Regions from separate parts of the Sus scrofa genome. Here regions 1, 2, 3 and 5 are each linked to region 4. Evidence: chromatin contacts called from public Hi-C and HiChIP or PLAC-seq data. All regions are on one chromosome and are shown on one strand. The core of a region is the stretch at or near the end of the contact, and the rest is flanking DNA. Distances in the headings are between cores, read along the strand shown. Region 1 overlaps LOC100516424. Region 2 has its middle 160 kb from the start of SLC12A2. Region 3 has its middle 100 kb from the start of SLC12A2. Region 4 overlaps LOC106509550 (a long non-coding RNA gene). Region 5 holds the start of LOC100516424.

Region 1 (2,700 bases), core at 34-2,533, 450 kb before region 4:
CCTTCCAGATTTTGAGGATTCACAGATGCTCACCTTGGCACAATCACCGTGGGCCAGAGGGTGTTGTTATTTGATGAACATGGTTATCAGAAGTCACTCAATAGCCATATAAATGGTGGAGCGGAAACTCTATAAATACCACCACATTCTTATCATGCATCACACTCATTGTTATTTGGAGATATTCATTGTAATAAATTGGCATCATTAAACCTGCAAAGGAAAGTATTCTTTTTTTAATAAGAATAGCTTTTTCTAAGACAGATAATTTTGTCTTATAGTGGGCAGCAGCACCTTCACATGTTTTTGAGCTATATATCTACAAAAAAGATACCATCTTCTACACTCTAGTTTTACTCAAACTGAGAAGTATCTGTTGTCAGAACCATAATAAGAATAAGAAAATTCTGGTTTGTGCTTAACAGATACACATTACTGTGTATAAAATAGATAAGCAATAAGGACCTGCTGTATAGCACAGGGAACTATAGTATCTTGTAGTAATTTATAGAAATAGAAAAGAATCTAAAAAAGAATATATATGTATATGAATTATACATGTATAATCAAATCACTTTGTTCCACGCCTGAAACTAACACAACATTGTAAATTAACTCTACTGTAGCTAATATAAAAAGAATCCCAAAAAAAGTAAAATAAAGTTCTACACTGGAAAAGATAAAACCTTAAAATTTAACTCTTCTAGACTTAAATATAGAATCATGTTTTTACATAATGAATTTTATGGTTATTATAAGGCAAATACATCTAGTGTTTAAGAATAGAACATTAATATTTATAAAGAAAAACGATGACCAAGTTAAAGTAAATCTAAATTTTCTATGAACTTTCACTATGCAGTTAGAAAAATGTTTCCACAGGAAAATAAAATCTTCCAGTCAAGCATGTTGAAATATTTTGGAGAAGAAGGAAATACTAGGATAGAAGCCCTCAGGCAAACTAGGTCTTAGAGAATTTCACCAGTGCTATGTTTTCTAGAATAGCCTATAATGTTATATAAGCCTGGGATCTCTACATTTTTGTTACTTCTCTTATTCTCTACTTTACGTATTGCTGAGTAACAAATTATCTCCGAATTTAGAAGCTTAAAACAACAAGCATTTATTATCCCACACAGTTTCTGACACTCAGCAGTGCAGGAGGAGCTTAGCTGGGTGGTTCTGGCTTGGGTCTCTCCTGAAGTTGCAGTTAAGCTGTCAGCTGGTGCTGCAGGCATCTGAAGGCTTGACTGAACTGGGAGAGCTTCTGCTAAGCTCCCGAGTTTGGCTGTTAGCAGGAGGCCTCATTTCCTCACTGCCAGGTCCTCTCTGCAGGGCTGCTCATGACACAGCAGTTCATTTCCCCCAGAGCAAATTATCTAAGAAAGTGTTGGTAGGGATGGGGAATATAGAAGGTACGCTGTCTTTTATGACTTAGCCTTGGAAGTGACAAGCTTCCGCACTTGCCCAGTGTGACTGGCCAGTAGAACGACCTAACCCTAACGTAATGGGGGAAGGGCTCAACGAATTCCGGGAATTGGGAATCACTGGGGATCATCTTGTAGGCCGGCTGCCACATCCACCATGCTCAGATCTTAAAAATTGCCCTAATAATTTGATTTATATTCGCATCCCTAGAACTCTGCTTCCCTTGTATTTTTTTTCTTGATACTCCCAGTAACGCCAAATCAATGGTAATTTTATTGTTAGTATGTGGAGACCTACTTTAAATATTTCTAATGTTTAGAGCTTGAAGTTTCTTATATTTTTACCAGTGATCTAAGTTCTGGAATTAGGCATATTATATTTATTTTATTTTATTTTATTTTTAATTTATTTTGCTTTTTACGGCCGCACCCATGGCATATGGAGGTTCCCAGGCTAGGGGTCTAATCGGAGCTACAGCTGCCGTCCTGCATGATAGCTCACAGCAACACGGGATTCTTAACCCACTGAGGGAGGCCAGGGATCGAACCCACAACCTCATGGTTCCTAGTCGGTTTCGTTTCTGCTGCATCACGACAGGAACTCCCATAGTTATTTAAAAAAATAGATGGATTAAATGTTTCTAATTGGGCTATCATTCATCTATTAATTTATTCAACAAATAGTTCTTGAATTCAGGGCACTGTATTTTCTTTATTGCTGCAATATGTCACCTGTATTCTAGCCTCCTCTTTTAAAATAGCTTTATTGAGATATATTTCACATATCATTCAGTTCACTGATTTAAAGTGTAAAGCCCCTTATTTTTAAGCGATAGTTTTCAAGACAATGGTCTGGTAATATCTAAGCTTGGATATTTGGCCATCCTATAGGTAAATAAGAAGGACCACCTTTTAGACTCTGGATACATGTTCTTCTGCCATCGCAAACTGGAAGAACAGATATCCCATTTATTCTTCCTGCGACTGTTCTGCAGAACTCCAGGGAACACTCCTGGAGGGGTGTTAATTGTGTGGCGAACAGGACCAAACAAGTAACTTCAGTGTCCTGGAGACCTGTTTCCCATGATAAGTCCTCCAAGTCATAGCCCTATCATTTCCCCCCGGAAACCAGATAAACAAACCATGTCCCCAGTGACGGTAAAAGACTATGTATTTACCAAATTATCAGCACATGCCCAAATGCTGCTCTTCCAGATAGTCTGGTCTTAATGAAGGGAAATTATGTCTTAACTAATAATAATTTCAAAAAGAT
Region 2 (2,700 bases), core at 9-2,508, 330 kb before region 4:
GAGCCACAATGGGAACTCCCTAATTTTATTTATTTTTAAATCATTCAATAATTATAGGTAGAAGACCTTGTATACTGAATGCTAATGATAAAAGGGCAAAAATACAGCAGGGCGGCATCATGTAGGCAATCACAGTCCCTAGGTCTGGGTCCTGTCTCTGCCCTCTCCGTGGAGAGTAGTAGAGAGAGAGGGTAGAAACACAGCGAGACAGAGAGAGAGAGAGTCAGCGTGTCTCAGTCAGCTCAGGCTATCACAACAAGATACAGACTGGGTGTCTTAAAGAACAGACATTTGTTTTGTCAGAGATCTAGAGTTTTGAAGCCCAAGATCAAGTGTGGTTGGGATCTGGTGAGGACTCTCGTCCTGACTTGCAGACAGCTGCCTTCTTGCTGTGTCCACACATGGTAGAGAAAGAAATCCCAGGTTGTCTGACGTATCTTCTTATAAGTCATGGGAGTTCTCATTGTGGCGCTTGGGGTTCCTGTTGTGGCTCAGCGGAAATGAATCAGACTAGTATCCGTGAGGTTGTGGGTTCAATCCCTGGCCTTACTCAGTGGGTTAAGGATCAGGAGTTGCCCTGAGCTGTGATATAGGTCTCAGACGCAGCTTGGATCCTGTGTGGCTGTGGCTTTGGTGTACACTGGCAGCTTCAGCTCTGATTCAACCCCTAGCCTGGGTTGAATCCATATGCAATGGGTGTGGCCCTAAAGGGGGGGGGCGGGGAAAGGCATGAACCCCATTCAGAGGGCCCTTCCCTCATGACCTCGTCTAACTTAATTACCTCCCAGAGGCCCCCTCCTCTAAATACACTTACATGGGGGCTTAGGGCTTCAATATCTGGATTTTGTGGGGGATATTATTCAGTCAATGCACAGGAAAAAAAAAAAAAACTGGAAAAGCAGGAGAGATGAAACATGAAGGCCAAAACAGGAGAGGTGGCTTGAGGCTTTGATTCCAACTGTAAGGTTTGCATGTATTAAATGAAAATGCTGATAAGGAGACACACTAATGACTGTGTACACCGAAAAGGGTATTTCTCACCCAAGTATGTTTTACTATTAAATGACCTCTTTACACATATAACAAAAATATTTTTGTTCCGTTTGTAAACACATTACGAATAACAAGAGTGTTTTCATCTTTTCAACCAAGTAAGGGACTCCAGGACTCACATCCTATTTGTACTGGAAAGAGCCCAAGGCCACCCCAGCCAATTTTCCAGACTCTACCACTAACCTGAGCCTGATCCGGTCTGTGCTGCTCTTCCCTCCTCCAGGCTCCCTCATCTGTCAGAGGAAGGGCTGTGCATCCCTAAGGTCCAGACTGCTCTCCATGCCCCCAAATCTCAACCCCCTGCGGGGTCTTCCCTGGCCTTTTGCTGGAAACTCAGACAGTCTTGCCACGGCTGCCTGAGGCATGGAGGAGTCTGTCTGCTGACCACATAATCTCAGGTTTAATCTCATACCCAGAGGCAGTAAGAGCCCCAGAGGCAAGAGAGATTCCTGTCTGTCAGACAGAAGGGGCAAATCTGATGAGCCAGAGTTGGGATATGATGTCATCACAACTGCTACTGTAGTGGAGGTTTTTATAAGCATAAGCCATTTTTCAGGATTTCTCCTCTTTCAATGCCTTAAACAGATGGGAAGCAGGAGTGAGAGCACAGATTTAGGGTCATGACAAAGAGGAAGCAGGAGAACGGATGTTGGTAGTTGTGCAGATTTAGGAAAGTTTAGAAAGAGAACAGACAACTTGAGCTTTCAGCTTACAGCATTCAGCTTGCATCAGGCCAGGCGATGTTCATTTTTCCATGTCACCTTGAAAGGTGAAAGGCCTGGAAGAAATGGTGACATTTGCTTTTGTCTATTTCCAGCTTCCCATTCTTAATCCCCTTAAAAATTTCAGGCTCTTAGCAAAGTGTCAATGAGAGTTATATTTAAAAAATGACTACATAGGGAGTTCCCTGCTGATCTAGTAGTTAGGACTTGGCATTCTCACCACTGTGGCCTGGGTTCAATCCCTAGTCTGGGAAGTGAGATCCCACATCAAGCCGCTGCATGCTGCAGCCAACAGACAAACAAACCATCTTTAAAAAATGACTAAATACATAACAGCAGAGGTAATTTTCCCTTCAGTAGCATAGACTTAGAGTTGGAATGTGCATTTTGGGGATGCGCTGTTCTCACCTGCACAGGAATTATTTCTGAAACATCCCCAGATGATGCTTTTCTAAGTGAGTGGCTCTCAGTGTCCCTCAGGCTCTTCTTAAGTCAGCTGCTAATTGTAATCAAAGAGTAAAATTTGCATTTTGCCATCCTATTGTTACAGAGATAGCTGGAGGGGTGGGGAGGGGCGCTGTGTTAGGTCAGGGAAGTGCAGGGTACAACTTATTGCTAATTGGGGGAGAGAGCGATGTGGTGGCCCAGTGAATGGCTGGAAAGCTTTTTTCAGTTTTTATAAATTGTTCTTTCTAAAAAAAAGGTGTGCTCCTTTTGATCCCTTTGCAGTCCCCACCCAAAAGTATTCACTGAACAGAGAAATGCTAAGAACCACTGCCCTAGTGTCTGATCTAATACCCCTAACAATGAGAAGTACACTTCTTCCCTGTTAGGGCTCTAGCATCCTCATGGGCATTTTTTTTGTTCATTCATTCATTCATTCATTCATTCAGCAATTGGTTCGCCACTTGGACCCTGCACGTGG
Region 3 (2,700 bases), core at 22-2,521, 390 kb before region 4:
AATGTGGATAATTAGAGTCTATCATAGAGTTGATGCGAGGACTTTAAATGAATTAACATGCATAATGCACTTAGGACAGTGCCTGGCATATAGTTTCAATTATTTTAGTTATTTAGTTATTATCATAAACATTGTTACTAAAAACAGAGTCAACTATTTACATCAAAATCTCTCCCCAAACACTCATCATATATCATTTCTCATCTCTCCTTTTTTTGGGATCATAATCAATTTGATACGTGTGTGCTATTGTATCCATCACCTGTGCGTTATCTAACAATGATAAAGAAAATGAGATAGATAATTCACATCACATGAGACTTATGCTACCAAAGTGTCAGGCATGTGACAGGTCGTGATGACAGCTCAAGCAGGAGCTTGATGGAGTGTCAAGTTCATTACCAGAAAGAATCAATGAGGCCTCCAGCTCAGGTGCATCACGTGCTATCAGGCTATAACTTTGATATTGTTTACTGTACCTTTGGTCAAAAAGGCAGCATAATTGACCAGAAAACAGACTTAACCTGAAGTAACAAGAACAAACATTCTAGCACGATACCTGTTCTCACCTCACGCCAGGCACATGAATATCTAGCTTAAGCACTGTATGAAAAGAAAGGATCTGACTAGATAAGTTACTTTTTTGTTACGTGCAAAGTAAATTTTCATGGAGCTTCAAGAATCACAGCACTTTGCAATGCGAGACCCTACTTTTATAAAGGAAAACCAGCCCCGGAAATGCCGCATGAATGGCCCAAAGTAACTTCGTTGGTGGCAGTGCCAGGATTAATATCCTGTTTATACCTCTGATACCTTAATTGTGGCTTAAAGGTCAGAGCGCAGCTTTGAGGGCCTGAGCTCAGGCCTAGGCCCAAGGACCCCTGACGCCTTTCCCTCTTGCCCTCACCACCCAGTCAGCATGTCAGCATCTGTCCCTTCACCAAAGCTGGAGACTGTGACTGTGAGTCTCCTTCAGGAAAGAGTTCTGGCCACTGGCCCAGCCCCGAGCATTTGTATAGACAGCTTTAATCCCGGGGCGAAGCAATCGTGTGTTCCTGCCTTTGTCTACGGGTCAGTCATCACATTGTGGACAGAAGCCAGTCCACATTAGCTTACACACCAAGTGGGATGTATTCAAACTGAAGGAAGATATGAGAAACAAGCTGAGAAGCCTCCAGAAGACTGGAATTCGTTCACATTCCATCACAATCTCTCATCGCTGCCAGAGAAGCTGAGTGTTGGCTTCGTTTTCCCAGATCCGTTCCCGCCCTTCATGTAGGGACCTGGCTACCACAGCTACAGAATCCTCGGGATCTCATAAGGTACAACAGGCCTGGCTGACACGGTGAGCCCATCACTGCCAAAGGGAAGACGAAGTATTGCAGCTCTCCACTTTGAGGGCAGCAGAGCAAAGGGGACCATGGAATTATCAACCTTCTCTTTTTTTCTTTTCTTTTTTTTGGTCCGTGCCTTGCATGCAGAAGTTCCCAGGCCAGGGATCACCCTTGCGTCACAGCAATGACCCAAGCCGCTGCTGTGACACCACCAGATCCTTAAGCTGCGGGGACACCAGGGAATTCCATCTCTTTCTATAACAAACTTTCTGTGACATCTGTTCGTCTGGGATTTAAGAGCCCGAAACACCTCCCTGGATGAAAAACATAGCAACTTGCCTAATATTTATTATCACTTAGAACTTGCTAACTGCTTATGTTTGGTCACACATGGGATAGTTGTTGAAAAGCTGTTTTACAAATGAGAAAACCAAAGATCTACCTTGCTGTGGTCACATACTTAGTAAGTAGTCAAACATAAACTAGAACTGGAGCATTTTGTCTCATTAAAGTTTCTTTCCTCCTATTTTTCCAAATCAAGGTGAGCAAGGGTATTTATTGTTTTTCTTTTTTCTTTCTTGTCTTTTTGCCTTTTCTAGAGCCATTCCTGCGGCATATGGAGGTTCCCAGTAGGGGTCGAATCGGAACTGTAGCCGTCGACCTACACCAGAGCCACAGCAACATGGGATCCAAGCCGCGGCTGTGACCTACACCACAGCTCATGGCAACACCGGATCCTTAACACACTGAGCAAGGCAAGGGATCCAACCCACAACCTCATGGTTCCTAGTCGGATTCGTTAACCACTGCGCCACGACAGGAACTCCTTGTTTTTCAATTTATAGGCAATATATACAGTGTGCTAGGAACCTGGTGTGGTGTGTGCATCATTACCTCTGGTGAATGAATGAATGTGCATTTTGCCCATGTCACAGAGTGAAGCTCCAACAAGGTCAGGAGCAGAAATGAAGGGCTGCTTCCCATGAGGCCCCACCAGCTTCTCTTCTCCTCTATCCACAGGACTGGCACTCTTCTTGAGGCCTGACTGAAGGAAGTTTTCTTTGCTTTCTTTCCCGATTCTCCTTGCCAGATCCTCGTGTTTGATTTTAAATTTATTATGACAGCACGTCCTGTTTACTTGGACTAGTTCACAATTATTCTTTTTGTCTTCTGTTCTATAATACAAGGGTTACTTTTTCATACCTGACCGGATACCTAGCATGTCTTTTATGTGTTTGGGTTTGTTTAGTTTTGCAAATACATTTCACAATTGTATTTAACAACCCAATCAGTTCATAGGATTGGGGGGTGGTGGTGAGTGGAATGAAATTCTGCAAGCACCTTTGCCTGGCTGTTAATGAAATGA
Region 4 (2,700 bases), core at 77-2,576:
AAACACTGACAAGCAAAGACAGGAAAGAGGGAAAGTAAGAGTGTCAACAAGCAGGAGAGGAAACTGACATGGGACAGAGGGAGGTTAGAGTCTTCCAGACCAGAGACGGAGCCAAGAGGGAGGTGTCTTGGCCCCCAGGCTTCCACCTCTGAAGCACCTGCTGACAGCTGCTCAGAGCCACCGTTTCTTCCTCAGCTGCTCCAGATTCAGATGGAGAAACTAGAGGCCTGGGCTTTTCATTTGTCTCAACCTGATGGCAAGATCCTTCCTGGATGCTTGTTTTCGCTCTTTGAAATGTGTTTCTTTTATCACCTTCCGGTCCCAGGAACCGTCTGAATGGAGTGGAGAATAGGAGAGGGAGCAGAAGGCTCCACGGAGGGGAGGCCAACCCGTCAAAGGACAGAAGTCCCTTTGTCTCTCTGGGTTGTCAGGGAACAAAGGACAAATGTGCAGAATGGGGGCTGGAAAAGCTGCAGCGGATGCTTTTCTTTAAGGTCCCCTCTGAGCAGCACAGACTTTTCCCTGGGCTTGCAGGTTCATCCCATGGCCAAGCCAAAATTGTCATCCGTGCCCAGCCAGCCAGCCTGGAAACTGAGGCAGCCGTGCTCCGCCTTTCTAGCCCTGTGGCCAAAGCGGCTGAGTGACCTCCTATTAGAGGGGAGTCCTAGCGATCCAAAGGATACTGCCCATTTTTCTCTTTGCTTAAACTTACTGAAGTTCAAGTATCCAAAGAGTTCTGGGGCCCCTATACATGTTGTTGGGCTTTGGGGATGGTGACATTATACCTTTCACTTATGACATGAAGAGGAACCACGTACACAAGTGGAAAATTGACACTATGCTGTCTGGGCCACATCAACCTAGTTTTTATAGAAATCTTAATCCAATCAAAAACCACATGTCAGAAAAAACCGTAGCAGTCAGCAGTGTCTAGGCAAAAGTGCCACCTGTGCCTGAAAAACAGGAAGTAACGAAAGCAAAGAAAACCAGATCCAGAGAAATACAATTTGGAAACTTTTACGGTGAGATGTTGAGGTTTCTGTCACTGAATTCTCCCTCTGTCCATTTTCACCTGCCACCTCCTGGCCTCTGTGTCTTTCCAGATGGACAGTCTCCCACTGAGCATTTGGGAGCCATGCTTCCTGCCGAAGCACCCACTTTGACCAAGCCCAACTGCAGTCCCAGCTGCTAAAAGAGCCCTGTGTATATAAATTAAAGCAAATTAGCCACCGTGCCCTTTTCCTGGAAAGGAATCACATCTCCTTACGGGTATCTGTAAATCAAAACCGACTTGTCTGTGGCGTTCTCGTGGACTTGCCAAAACAAAACCCAGGCTGGCTTGGCTTGGACGAGGGCTGAGCACACAAAGAGATCTATTCACGCGTCTGGACTTCTAGAGAATCATACGGTCCAGTGAAGGTCAAGATGATCACAGCCTGATTTCAAAGGTTAGTTTTTAAAGGTACAGTTCACAACTGCTGCTAAACTTCTTTTCCCTTTAAAAACAAACACTCAGAGATAAGCAGCATAGAAAGACACCTCCAATCTGGCCAGTGGGGTGGCAGGGCAGGGGGTGTCATGTCTTTTTAAGCTATGCAATCGGTGTAGCAGAGTGAATTGGCTGTAAAGTCTAAGATTTAAAAAGCCTCCTATACTAGGGAATTGACAGGATGGGCTGTGGAAAACGGCCTGAAATGTCCACAAGTATCTCTATTTAAATGCAGAATTTCATCCATGTCTTATTATTTAGTCTTTTGTATTTAGTCTTTTGTATTTAGTCTTTTGAGGGAAACTATTCTTCCTCTCCAACTTTAGATTCCTTCCCTCTTTCCCCATTTCTTCTCCCTCCTACCTGCCTTTGTTTCTATCATTCCTTTTGATGAAATAAAGGAGGAAGATAGTAATGTTTATTGTGAACCTACTTTGATATCAAGCTTTCCTATGTACCATTCAGCAGCTCTAAGGAGGCTGTCCCTTGGCTTAAGCTGAAAAAGTCTATCATGATTCCTGTGAATTCACTTTCATAGAAATTTCTTTTTCTTTTTCTTTCCTTTTTTTTTTTTTTTTTTTTTTTTTTTGCTTTTTAGGGCCACAGGTGTGACCTATGGAAGTTCCCAGGCTAGGAGTTGAATCAGAGCTACAGCTGCCAGCCTACACTAGAGCCACAGCAATGCAAGATCTGAGCCGCGCCATAGCTCATGGCAATGATGGATCCTTAACCCACTGAGTAAAGCCAGGGATGGAACCCACGTCCTCATGGATACTAGTTGGGTTCGTTTCCACTGAGCCACGATGAGAGCACCGAGATTTCTTTTTTCAAGTAACAAAGACAGTTTATGAAGTGCACTGTTTTAAGATGTCAGAGTCCTCTGAGTAACTTCACATATCCAGTCATATCTAAGATGCTGCTCCCGAATGTGATTGGCACAGTATATATTTTCTCTTTTTGACACAAACATGCGCAAACATCCACACGTAACACACAAATACATATTCTTTCTTCTCTGTCTGTGATTTGCATGCAAAGTTTTCTTGGCTGTTATTTTCTCTTTCTCCCCCAGGAGGGCTTAGCCTCTGGGAGGAGGGTGTATCTTAAGCAGTCCTGAGAAAAGAAGCCTCTGTCCTTCCCAATGACCTTCTCTGAGCCTTCCCAGCCTGTCTTTCCTCTGTACCCCACCTTGCCTCGCCCACTGCCCACAC
Region 5 (2,700 bases), core at 66-2,565, 490 kb before region 4:
TGGTAAGATTTTTCCCTTCAAACACTTATATCCCCACTCTTGGGAACCCTAATGGGTGTACATAAGCCATATAGTACAACCTTTTAAAAAGGACACCGACGGTAGGTGGATGATCTCCACGCTCTCCAGAGAGAAGTCCTCACCTAAACCTCCTGCACATTCCCTTCTGGGGCTTTAAAGCACAACTGTCATTCAGAAGAATGGTAATTGTTTAAGCGTGGGTGAGGAGGGAAAAAAAACCGTACGCAAGATATATAACTGGATGGGAAAGGTTGTTAAATGCAGTCTCTCCGGTATCACGTAACTAGCCCAACCCGCTGCAAACTTTTAAGAGATTAAGTTACATTCTTCTGCAATTCCACCCTTGACAGCTGAATCCAGAGATGCCAGCGAGTCATGCACGTCCATTCCCACCGCTTCACCCGCGGGTGCGCGACTATAACCCACGGTCAGCGAGGGCTAGTGGCTGGGGGAAGCAGGCAGGGCTGCAGAGAGAGGGCCAGGGGAGCTCACCTTTTCCAGCTCATCATGAAGCTCTGCCAGGCTGGGCCGGAGCAGCTTCTCACCCAGCTGCGCCGCTGTGTGCCGGTAGTGGTCGATCCTGGGCACGGCGTCCATAGTGTTGTGGCCGAAGGTGCGCAGGTAGTAGGTGTTGGTGTGGGTGTCATAGTAGTAGTGCTGGTGGTGCCCACTGCCGCCACCGCCGCCCGAGTGCAGGCTGCTCCCCTCGCTCAGCACTGTGTCCCCGCCGTTCTGGAAGCTCACGTTGGGCCCTTCGCCGCCGATCCCCGCCGCATCCGACATGCTCTCATCCGCCGACGAAGAGGCAGCCGGGTCCACGAAGTTCACACGGAAACGGCCCTTGGCTTCCTCGCTGCCTTTGGCTAGACCGCTTTCGCCGTTGGCTTTCCCGTCTGCCGGGGTCTCCTTGCCGCCCGCGCCAGCGCTAGCAGCCGCCGCCGCCCGCCCGGCATTCTCCGAAACCAGATCCACCTGGAAGCGGCTCTGGCTCGGGGTGGGCCCCAAGGGTCTGCCCAGTCCGTCCCCGGCCGCCGCGGCACCCTCCCCGCGCACCCCGCCGCCACCCCGGCTCGCAGCCGCAGCATCCTCAGGCACTGAGGGCACCGCCGTGCCGGGCAGGTCCACCCCGGCGGCAGCCAGCGCGGCGGCTGGAGGCGTCTCCCCACCCGCCGCCAGCCTCGGGGCGCCGGGGGAGGGCGCCTTGGGCCCCGGCTCCATCTCCGCCCGACCCCCGGCGGACCGAGAGAGCCTGGCGGACCTCGCGGACTGCACGCCCTCCGCACCCCTGGCCGGCGATGGTTGCGGCCGCAACGCCAGGTAAGGGAGTCGCTCTCCCAGTCGCGCTCGCGGCCGCTAGCCCGGGCCGGCACGAACGCCTCCGACAGGCGAGTCTGCGCGCGAGTGCAGCAGCCGCGGGGCGGTCCCCGCTGTTTAAAGCCTCGGCGGGGCCGCGGTGGTGGCGGCTCCGGCTGCTGCACGCGGGAGGCGGGGCCCGCGGCTCCTCCGCCTCTCAGCCCGCCCACCCGCGATCCCGCAGTGGCGCGCAGCGGAGACTCTCTCGGTGCCAGGCTCCAGCGCGATCCAACGCAGGAATCGCGTCCGGCCAGTCCACGCCGGGCCTCGGGCAGCACGAGCAGCACAGTCCGGGAGCGGTCGGGCGCCGCCTCGTTGTCGTCTCCGGGAAGATCTCCGCGTCGCTTCCTCCTCTTCCGTCGTCCTCCTCCAACCCCTCCACCTCCCTCCCCCGCCCCGCTCTGCGGCGGAGAGGAACGGGCCCCCCGGCCGCCTCCCTCTCTCCCCGCCCCTGGGACCGCGCGTCAGTGGGCCGGCAGCCCAGGCCACGGCAACTCGGGCTGCGGACGGTGCCCGGCCGGGCCGGCGAAGGGGAGCGCTGCCCCTGCCTCGGCACACGCTTATTGCTGATGTTCCAGCGACAGCTGCCACCGCGGTGGTGGCCCCGGAGAGTATCGCCTGCTCCTTTTTTTGGTTTTTTTTTTTTTTTTTTTTTTTTTTACGTTTCTGAGCTCTCAGTATTGGACCCAGCCGGCGAGATCTCGCGAGATGCTGCAGGACTACCCGGCCGCTTCCCCTGCGGCGCGTGGTACCCGAGGCGATGCCGGTGCCGCTAACCGCCCTGCTCTCCTGCGGGTGATGTCTGGGGCTTTCTTCTTGGGCCCGCAGGTGCTTCCGGAGTTGGGGGCAAGGTGCACCCTCCAGCAAGGCCTGGCCTTGCTAGGAGCTCTGGACCGCCGCGAATCCCCTCACCCACTCCAGGCCTGAGCCTAGAGGGAGGCAGGATTTCCTCTGGGCTGCCTTTGAGGCGTTTACCCGCCTGGCAGCGTTAGATTTGCATAACCAGATACGAATTCCAGTGGAGATGCAGTGGGTGTGTCTGCATTTCCGATTACACCATCATTTTAAAAGCTGTGATGTTCGAAGGTGAGAAAGGAGCCTTTTTAACTTGTAGCATTTCCCCCCCCAAAATAGGAAACAGCATATAAATGAATACACTGAAAGCAATAACTAACCGTGGACTACTAACTAGGAAGTTTTGACGTGCTTGGGGTATGAAGAATTGGGCTATTTCAAGTAAAACATAAAGGTACTCTTTTCCTGTGCAGGCCTACTTGTAAAATGTAGGGGAATATAATTATTGAACTTTTTTAGCAGTAGAATATA

What was found. Hi-C and Micro-C count contacts between places; a contact is called where the count stands out from the background. HiChIP or PLAC-seq counts read pairs in DNA pulled down with a chosen protein or histone mark.
Region 1: a contact with region 4 is called in an H3K27ac HiChIP or PLAC-seq map of skeletal muscle, with 7 times the contacts expected there. The contact joins two enhancer-like sites. A contact is called at or near these places in 3 of 47 Hi-C or Micro-C datasets (epiblast stem cells, psoas muscle and retroperitoneal adipose tissue) and 1 of 2 datasets of contacts at active chromatin or transcription factors (skeletal muscle).
Region 2: a contact with region 4 is called in an H3K27ac HiChIP or PLAC-seq map of skeletal muscle. The contact joins two enhancer-like sites. A contact is called at or near these places in 1 of 47 Hi-C or Micro-C datasets (embryonic fibroblasts) and 1 of 2 datasets of contacts at active chromatin or transcription factors (skeletal muscle).
Region 3: an H3K27ac HiChIP or PLAC-seq map of skeletal muscle shows a contact between it and region 4, with 6 times the contacts expected there. The contact joins two enhancer-like sites. A contact is called at or near these places in 1 of 47 Hi-C or Micro-C datasets (fetal heart ventricle) and 1 of 2 datasets of contacts at active chromatin or transcription factors (skeletal muscle).
Region 5: a contact with region 4 is called in a Hi-C map of skeletal muscle, with 5 times the contacts expected there. The contact joins the promoter of LOC100516424 here to the enhancer-like site in region 4. A contact is called at or near these places in 1 of 5 promoter capture datasets (fetal skeletal muscle), 2 of 47 Hi-C or Micro-C datasets (both in skeletal muscle) and 2 of 2 datasets of contacts at active chromatin or transcription factors (alveolar macrophages and skeletal muscle).

Annotation. Positions count from the first base shown.
Region 1 is chr2:130,970,929-130,973,628 of Sscrofa11.1, reverse strand. All of the region lies in intron 5 of LOC100516424, which reads left to right. Among named protein-coding and RNA genes, the nearest start is that of SLC12A2, 44 kb to the left of the region's middle. Within about 2 kb of position 1,283, at least 3 of the 83 cell types and tissues checked have an H3K27ac peak or open chromatin away from gene starts, as enhancers often do. A contact at or near this core is called in skeletal muscle, where this site is marked.
Region 2 is chr2:130,853,274-130,855,973 of Sscrofa11.1, reverse strand. It overlaps a transcript of LOC106509551 not described here. Among named protein-coding and RNA genes, the nearest start is that of SLC12A2, 160 kb to the left of the region's middle. Within about 2 kb of position 1,258, at least 7 of the 83 cell types and tissues checked have an H3K27ac peak or open chromatin away from gene starts, as enhancers often do. A contact at or near this core is called in skeletal muscle, where this site is marked.
Region 3 is chr2:130,911,717-130,914,416 of Sscrofa11.1, reverse strand. No RefSeq gene overlaps it. Among named protein-coding and RNA genes, the nearest start is that of SLC12A2, 100 kb to the left of the region's middle. Within about 2 kb of position 1,271, at least 12 of the 83 cell types and tissues checked have an H3K27ac peak or open chromatin away from gene starts, as enhancers often do. A contact at or near this core is called in skeletal muscle, where this site is marked.
Region 4 is chr2:130,523,492-130,526,191 of Sscrofa11.1, reverse strand. All of the region lies in intron 1 of LOC106509550 (a long non-coding RNA gene), which reads right to left. Among named protein-coding and RNA genes, the nearest start is that of CTXN3, 72 kb to the left of the region's middle. Within about 2 kb of position 1,326, at least 6 of the 83 cell types and tissues checked have an H3K27ac peak or open chromatin away from gene starts, as enhancers often do. A contact at or near this core is called in skeletal muscle, where this site is marked.
Region 5 is chr2:131,015,156-131,017,855 of Sscrofa11.1, reverse strand. It overlaps LOC100516424, which reads left to right and starts at 1,315. Exons shown (of 6, transcript XM_021084715.1): 1 at 1,315-2,460. The coding sequence starts at 1,317. The coding sequence ends at 2,150. SLC12A2 (solute carrier family 12 member 2) reads right to left here and starts at 1,426. Exons shown (of 27, transcript XM_003123899.5): 1 at 514-1,426. The coding sequence starts at 1,239.